Linked DNA regions of Mus musculus: region 2 is linked to region 1. A link is a contact called in public targeted proximity ligation data. All regions are on one chromosome and are shown on one strand. The core of a region is the stretch at or near the end of the contact, and the rest is flanking DNA. Distances in the headings are between cores, read along the strand shown.

Evidence for each region.
Region 2: a targeted proximity ligation map of the HPC-7 cell line shows a contact between it and region 1, with 9 times the contacts expected there. A contact is called at or near these places in 16 of 39 promoter capture datasets (the C10 cell line, the HPC-7 cell line, HPC-7-derived erythroid cells and 9 more), 32 of 484 Hi-C or Micro-C datasets (B cells, the Ba/F3 cell line, CD4 T cells and 18 more), 13 of 130 datasets of targeted methods (the 230-238 cell line, the HPC-7 cell line, the NIH/3T3 cell line and 7 more) and 3 of 9 other capture datasets (adipose tissue, liver and pancreatic islet).

The regions. Positions count from the first base shown.
Region 1 is chr19:34,920,280-34,923,671 of GRCm38.p6, reverse strand. Kif20b (kinesin family member 20B) reads right to left here and starts at 1,314. Exons shown (of 32, transcript NM_001362434.1): 1 at 1,239-1,314.
Region 2 is chr19:34,844,105-34,847,767 of GRCm38.p6, reverse strand. All of the region lies in intron 1 of Pank1 (pantothenate kinase 1), which reads left to right. Among named protein-coding and RNA genes, the nearest start is that of Mir107, 25 kb to the right of the region's middle.

The sequences.
Region 1 (3,392 bases), core at 65-2,564:
CAGTAGGATGCAACTCTGGGTACCTGAGGTACCACAGCCAGAATCTCCAATAATAATGATGATGACGACAATGAAAATCACTAACTGACACATCACAAGGTTGAATGTGAATATGGAATAATGCCATCACTGAACTATTAAATCTGAATTGCACATCAAATCCCTATAGGATAAACCTAACCCTCCACCCCCCAAAAAATTAACATTTAAAATTTTCTAAGGGGGCTGGTGAGATGGCTCAGCGGTTGAGAGCACCGACTGCTCCTCCAAAGGTCCTGAGTTCAAATCCCAGCAACCACATGGTGGCTCACAACCATCTGTCACAAAAATCTGATGCCCTCTTCTGGAGTATTTGAAGACAGCTACAGTGTACACACATATAATAAATAAATAAATCTTTAAAAAAATTTTTTTCTAAGAATCTATCACGCCGGGCAGTAGTGGCTCACGCCTTTAATCCTAGCATTTGAGAGGCAGAGGCAGGCGGATTTCAGAGTTCGAGGCCAGCCTGGTCTACAGAGTGAGTTCCTGGACAGCCAGGGCTACACAGAGAAACCCTGTCTCGAAAAATAAAAAGAAAGAAAGAAAGCAAGCATCTACCAGATGCACAATACCAGAGAGAAAAGGTCGCCTCTCTCCTAATTTTTCAAAGAAACAGATTTAACAGTCTAAAGCACCTAGCACCGGGATTCCCTATTTAAGTAGAAAGACAATCATCTAAATTTGTTTACTCTTCACGACAGGCTCAAAATACAGACCAACGGAAGTAGTACTGGACTAAAACTGACTCACTTCAATTTCCTTTATATACACATAAAACCCAAATATGCTTCTTTTCTAGCCACAAAGTAATGTGACATTTTTTTTTAAAAAAAGCCCCCACTGGACTCAACCTAGAAAGAGATCTTGTCACGTGACAAAACAACTGCTCACCTCCCGAATTCAGGCAACCAGACGTGGCAAATCTTTTTGTGTCTAATAAAACTAGTGTCTGTGAATCTAAAGTGTACCTCCTTTACCGGACCAGGAAACCGAGGCCTAGACAGACCGAAGTCTTCCGCCTCAAGGCTTAACTCGCTTAACTCCCTGAAGCTCAGCCCCACCTTCAGCAGCCCCGCACCTAGACTACGGGCATCACGAGCCCCGACAACGCTGACACGGCCGAGGCGTCGCAGCTTCGTGCCCTCTGTGCAAGCAGCCACCCTCGGAGCCCCCAAAATCGTCAGCTCCTCACTTACTGCAATCGCTGGTCCCTGCACGCCTCCCCACCTGCAGAATTCCACTTCCTCCCGGTTTTCAAATTCAAACAATGGCGGCTCGGCGCCGCGCTGAACCCTGGGAGTGGGCGGGGCTTCCGGCGAGCCCTGGGGGCTGGACCCGCTCGCGGCCGAGTTTCGCCCCCGCCTCCGGAAAAGGCTTTCAAGTCTGGGGGGCGGGACTCGGTGCTCCGGGCGACCGATGGGGCAGTAGCAACGCTCGTGGGCTACCTAGCTGGGAGTTTCTCGGGGCCATATTAGGTTTGACCCTAACGATACCTGTTCGGTACTCAGGTCTCAGGTTCCGTCCTAGACCCGCATGATGACGAGCCTTGCTGAGGCCGCTGTCTCCGCACTGCCTCCCGCGATGCCCCCAGGAGCGGAGGAATGGCAAACTATTCCTCCTATTACACCTCAGAGTCCTGTCATTCCCCGGGGCAGAAAGGACTTGCGACCTGGGACCAAGTTAACTCCCCTCTTTAAGTGATTCTTCTTGTCGATGACGGCCCTCTTGGATGAAACACGTTTTCCTCAAAATACATTTTAGGAGCATATCCTTCATCTTTTTATACCCCCTTTTTGATGTTTCTGAAAGCATAAATCAGCTACCGCTGAGAGGCACTGTGCAGTGCCCCAAAATGTAAGTGCCCATGTGTCCTTCTCCGCTTCCCTAAAGTAACCCTCTGAGTGCAGGGCTAATTTACTAATACATTCATATGACGAGAATTTACTATTGAGGCTAGACTTTCACTTTGAATAAAAATAATGCTAACGTAAATTGAGCATTTACCTTATGCTTCCGCTGGCACTACCTTTATAAAATGGATTGTCTGACTGGTGCTAAGAACCCTTTAAAGTAGGTATTGCTACCGTCCCATTTAATACATTCTAAATAAGTAATGGGCACAAACGTAAATGGAGGGTTGGAGAGATGGCTTAGTGGTTAAGAACACTGACCTCTTCCAGAGGTCCTGAGTTCAATTCCCAGCAAACCACATGGTGGTTAACAACCATCTGTAAAGTGATCCAACGCCCTCTTCTGGTGTGTCTGAGGACAGCAACAGTGTACTCATATAAATCTTTTAAAAAACAAAAAAGCCGGATAGTGGCACATGCCTTTAATCCCAGCACTTGGGAGGCAGTGGCAGGCGGATTTCTGAGTTCGAGGCCAGCCTGGTCTACAGAGTGAGTTCCAGGACAGTCAGGACTACACAGAGAAACCCTGTCTCGGGGGGGGGGGGGGAAGAAAAGTAAATGGAACCGGGATTTAAAATCAGTTGAAGAAGTTTTGTTACCTTAGCTTTTCTGTGATCATATTTTCAGCTATTGCACTTAATTAGAAGGATTTTTGGAACACTAGCTTGACAACCTTAGTGTTTTTCGATCTTGATACAGAATTTATATCTCCTACCACTACCCTGCCTCTGACTTCTTTCATACACACACACACTTCTCCCCCAAACAAAATAATCAAATTTGAGAAGAACTAGTTTGGATAAGATAGTAGATAAGATAAGTAGATTTGAATAGATAAGTAGATACAAGGCCAGAAGGAAAAATGAAGAAAGAAATGTAAATATGAAAGAAAAGAATAAAATAGAGACCTTCCCAGGCTGGAATTTATGTTTTGTTTTTAAACAAAATTTCTATGTAGGCCAGGCTGCCTTGGCCTCTTTCCAATGCTGAAACTATAGGAGTGTACTAGCATACTTCCCTAGCTGGACGTCAGATTCTAATGGGCTTTGTCAATTTTCATTGCTCCTTCAGATAAGTCTAACCCCCTGGATCCGATTTTTCTACCACACCTCACAGTGTCATGTTGCTTTTGCTAGTTACCAACAATTCTTAGCCCTCCGTGGGGCACTTGTATGTGTTGGTTTTGCAAACATTCGTTGGAAATTTGCAGTGCACTGTTTTTGAGGGTGGTAGAGACAGTAGGTGAGAAGAGTGAGCACAAAGACTCTTAAGGACAAATTCTAATAGGGCAACAGCCATGTCAGAAAACATTTACAGAATTACAACTACATCAGGTGCTTTAAAAGAAACTGTCTTAGAATGTGATGGGGAAACCAGAGCAAATGTTTGATCTGTATCATCAAGGATTGTTAGGAATTAACTAGTTAAGTAATATGAACA
Region 2 (3,663 bases), core at 223-2,722, 76 kb after region 1:
GAGACAGGGTTTCTCTGTATAGCCCTGGCTGGTTGTCCTGGGACTCACTTTGTAGACCAGGCTGGCTTCGAACTCAGAAAACCACCTGCCTCTGCCTCCTGAGTGCTGGGATTAAAGGCGAGCGCCACCACCCGCCCGGTAACACTCCCTGCCTTGAGTTTGCTGCTTGCATGTGATTTTTGCTTCCTCTAAGCTTCTTTTGACTCAATGGCTGCTTCTTTGGATCAGTCTGACTTTGCTGGGAGCTGACATTATAAGCTTCTCCCACCCCCATCCTAGCCCCAGTTCTTATCCAAGGGCTGAACTCAAAACCAAACCAACCAAACAAACAAACAACCCAAAACAAAAAGAACATCACCTTAACTCAGAGGTTATCAACCTGAGGGTATGTACCCCTTTGGGGTGGGGGGTCAAATGACATTTTTAGAGAGGTTGCAAATCATATATTTTGCATATCAGACTCATATTAGATATTATGACTCATAACAGTAGCAAAATTACAGTTATGAGGTAGCAGTGAAAATAATTTTATGGTTGGAGGTCACCACAACATGAGGAACTGTCTGAAAGGGTCACCGAATTAGGAAGCATTAAGTGCTCGTGGACCTTGTCACCAAGAGGCCTTTTCAGACTTGGTTTTCATCGGATGGTTTCTCCCTGCTCTGTGTATCTGACTCTCAGCCATGAGGCATGACAGACCGACTTTAGTATTAACAGTATACCTTCAAATCACTCTATCCCTCTTCAGCTAAAACTGTGGCACCGGGTGAGCATGCCCAGAAGCATTTTAACCCTTTAGACAGTTACTCCCAGACCTGGAGGTAAACGTGGCTTGAAGTGCGTCCACCATTCTTCCTTCTTGAAGTATGCCCCGAAACTGAGCATGCTCAAGAATGTGCCCACCCACCTAAAGTGGTTAGCTTAGAGAGGAGACATTGCGCTGCAGTGACTCCTGGGCTCTCCTTCTCTGTCCTGCTCATATTTCCTGTTGATTATTTTCTTAAGTGTTGTTTTGTTTTTGTGGTTTTGAGGGTAGTCATGAGTTTCTGATTCTCCATCTCCACACGCTGAGTGTTGGGACTCCTCCAGGCCTGCGCCACCTCACAGACTTCCTACTGAGGGTTGGGACAGGCGAGCGCCACCACAGAGACTTCCACTCACACTTTCTGGAGTGTTCTTCCCTCCCCCCCCCCCCCCCCCGACTTTGCATCCCGCTGCGATTGGCTAGTGACCACATCCTCTTTGCTTCTTGTTTTTAAACCAGGCAATTATTTTCACTTTAAAAATATAGTCAGTGGTACCTGGAGCGAGCCAGCTCATGCTGCTGACATTTGACTTTCAAACTCTCAGTCGGCCAGCTCCTTCTTCAGGTGTCCTCCTTATCTGCATTACAAATCGTCACAGATAATTGTTCTACCAGGTGTGTGCCAATCTCCCAGGTCTGCCTCTCACTCTCGGGGGCCTGTTCGCTCACCTCCCAGCGGCATTACGCTTGAAGAACAAAGGTTTATTTACTTATGCTGTCAAAGGGCAGAATCACAACAGTTGAGATTATTGATTTTTTTTTTAAGACATACATTTATTTATCTCATGTCAGGGTGGCAGTGTGCATGTCAGAGTGCACCTGTGGAGGTCTGAGGTCGGTTCTCTCTCACTGTGTGGGTGGGTTCCAGGGATCTAGTTCAGGCTCAGTAGCAGGCACTTTCACCCACTGAGCCTTCTCGAAAATCCCAAGGCTGCTGAGCTCAGTTGACTTTGTTTTCGATTTTAAAGTCTAGCAATTTTCCAGGGGGCCAACCAAAGGTGTTTGCTACAGGCAGAAAGGGCCTTGAAAGCAGATATAATAGAATGTAAATAAACCTATTATTTCAAAGTCATTTCCTTCATGGCAGAGAAAGGAAAACAGAATAGAAATCTAGTTGACAACTTCACATCATTAAGTCATTCCTTCACATCAAGTCATTTCTTCCCGTGTTGATTTTGTTTTGTTTTTCCCAGGAAAAGGATCTCACTTATATTCCCTAGCTGGTCTAGATCTCAATAAATAGGCGAGGCTAGACCACAGCTTGTAACAATCTTCCTGTCTCAGCGTCCAAGGCTAGGCTTGTAGGTATGAACAACTCATAGCTAGGTTACTTGCTTGTGTAAGAATTAGGCCAGAGAGCTCAGCAGTGGGCCTTTAATCCGAGCCCTTGAGAGGCAGAGGCAGGTGGATTTCTGAGTTCGAGGCCAGCCTGGTCTACAAAGTGCTGGGATTAAAGGCGTGTGCCACCACCACCCGGCCCAACTCTTTTTCTAATTCAGATTTTTCCGAAGGTCAAACCAATAGCTTAGTTTCAGATGCGTGTGAATGACTCCAAGTAGGTTGCCAGCCTGGAATTTTGGGGAGTAGGGGAGGTGCCAGGTCCAAACAGTGGCCTCTTGTAATTTTTACTTAGCACTTGTTTATGGAAGTGTCCTTGTGAAATTTGAACATGGTCTCCTATTGTTGATTACTCCAGTGCATTTATTTTCAACCTCCTACCTCGCTGGGGGTTTAGCCCAGGGCACTGCACTAGTTACACAGGCTTCTTAGCTCTGAGTTAGACCAGCCCCTTGCTTTGTTTTGGTTATGACATTTGGTTTGGGGAGGAAGAAGAAGTGGTATATGCTAGCATTCTGTGTCTAGCATGGACACGGGTTCTGGTAGGCACAGTAGTTAACAGTTGAGTTTGTCTACATATCTGGCCATCCATCTGTGGTGGTGGGGTGGGGGCATTGGCGGCTACATGGGATGTCCTTCCTTCTTCCTTCCTTTTCTCTCCTATCTCCATTGCCAGGGTAGCTTGTAAGGGAAGCTTGGGTTGAAGCAGATCTTGATATCAGGATGACGAGTACAATTTATACGCATGCCTGGAAAAACCTTGCAGTGTGAGCAGAAGAGCATTGCCGTGTTCCTTTATGATGGTAGGAAATGGAAGTGAGGCACAGTGACCAGACTCAGCTGTAAGGAATCTGAGGCAGGAGGCTCAGTCTAGGCTACGTAGTAGATTACAGATTAGCCTTGGCTATAGGGCAAGACCTTGTCTCTCAACCACCTATCCTCTTTACAAAAAAAAAAAAAAGATGTGATGTAGGTAAATAAAACCAATTCCTCCTCTTCCTCCTCTTCTGTCCCCCACTTCCCATCATCCCAGGGACAGCTCATTCCAGGCCCGAGCTGTGCTCCAGCGCTGGACCTTCAGTCTTCCCTTCCTGGCTCCTTTTCTCCCATCCCCAGGACCGGATTTCCATTGCTGTTTAAATTAATACACTCCTTCAATTTTTATTCTATCTTAGCCCAAACTGCTCATAAAACATTGTGCTGAATTTTCATAACTCTATACTTTTTTTTTTCCCCTGTTGTTTTGACACTTTGCCAACAGACGCTTTGACAAAGGAATGACAAGATTCCTATTTAATTTGCAGAGTGTTCCGGAATCTGTGCTGTGCTTTTAAGAGTCAGGCATTTTCAGTTGCCGGTGCTTATCACGATTTAACCAACCATGAGGGGACTCTTCCTCCTGGAGCCTGGCATCCGTTGGCTCGGTCGGTTCTGGATTACCCGTGTAGTCGTAATGCTCTCTAGGTTTTATGTAGTTTGTTCTGGCCACACAGGGTTTCCCACTGTTGCTGAACTCTTTA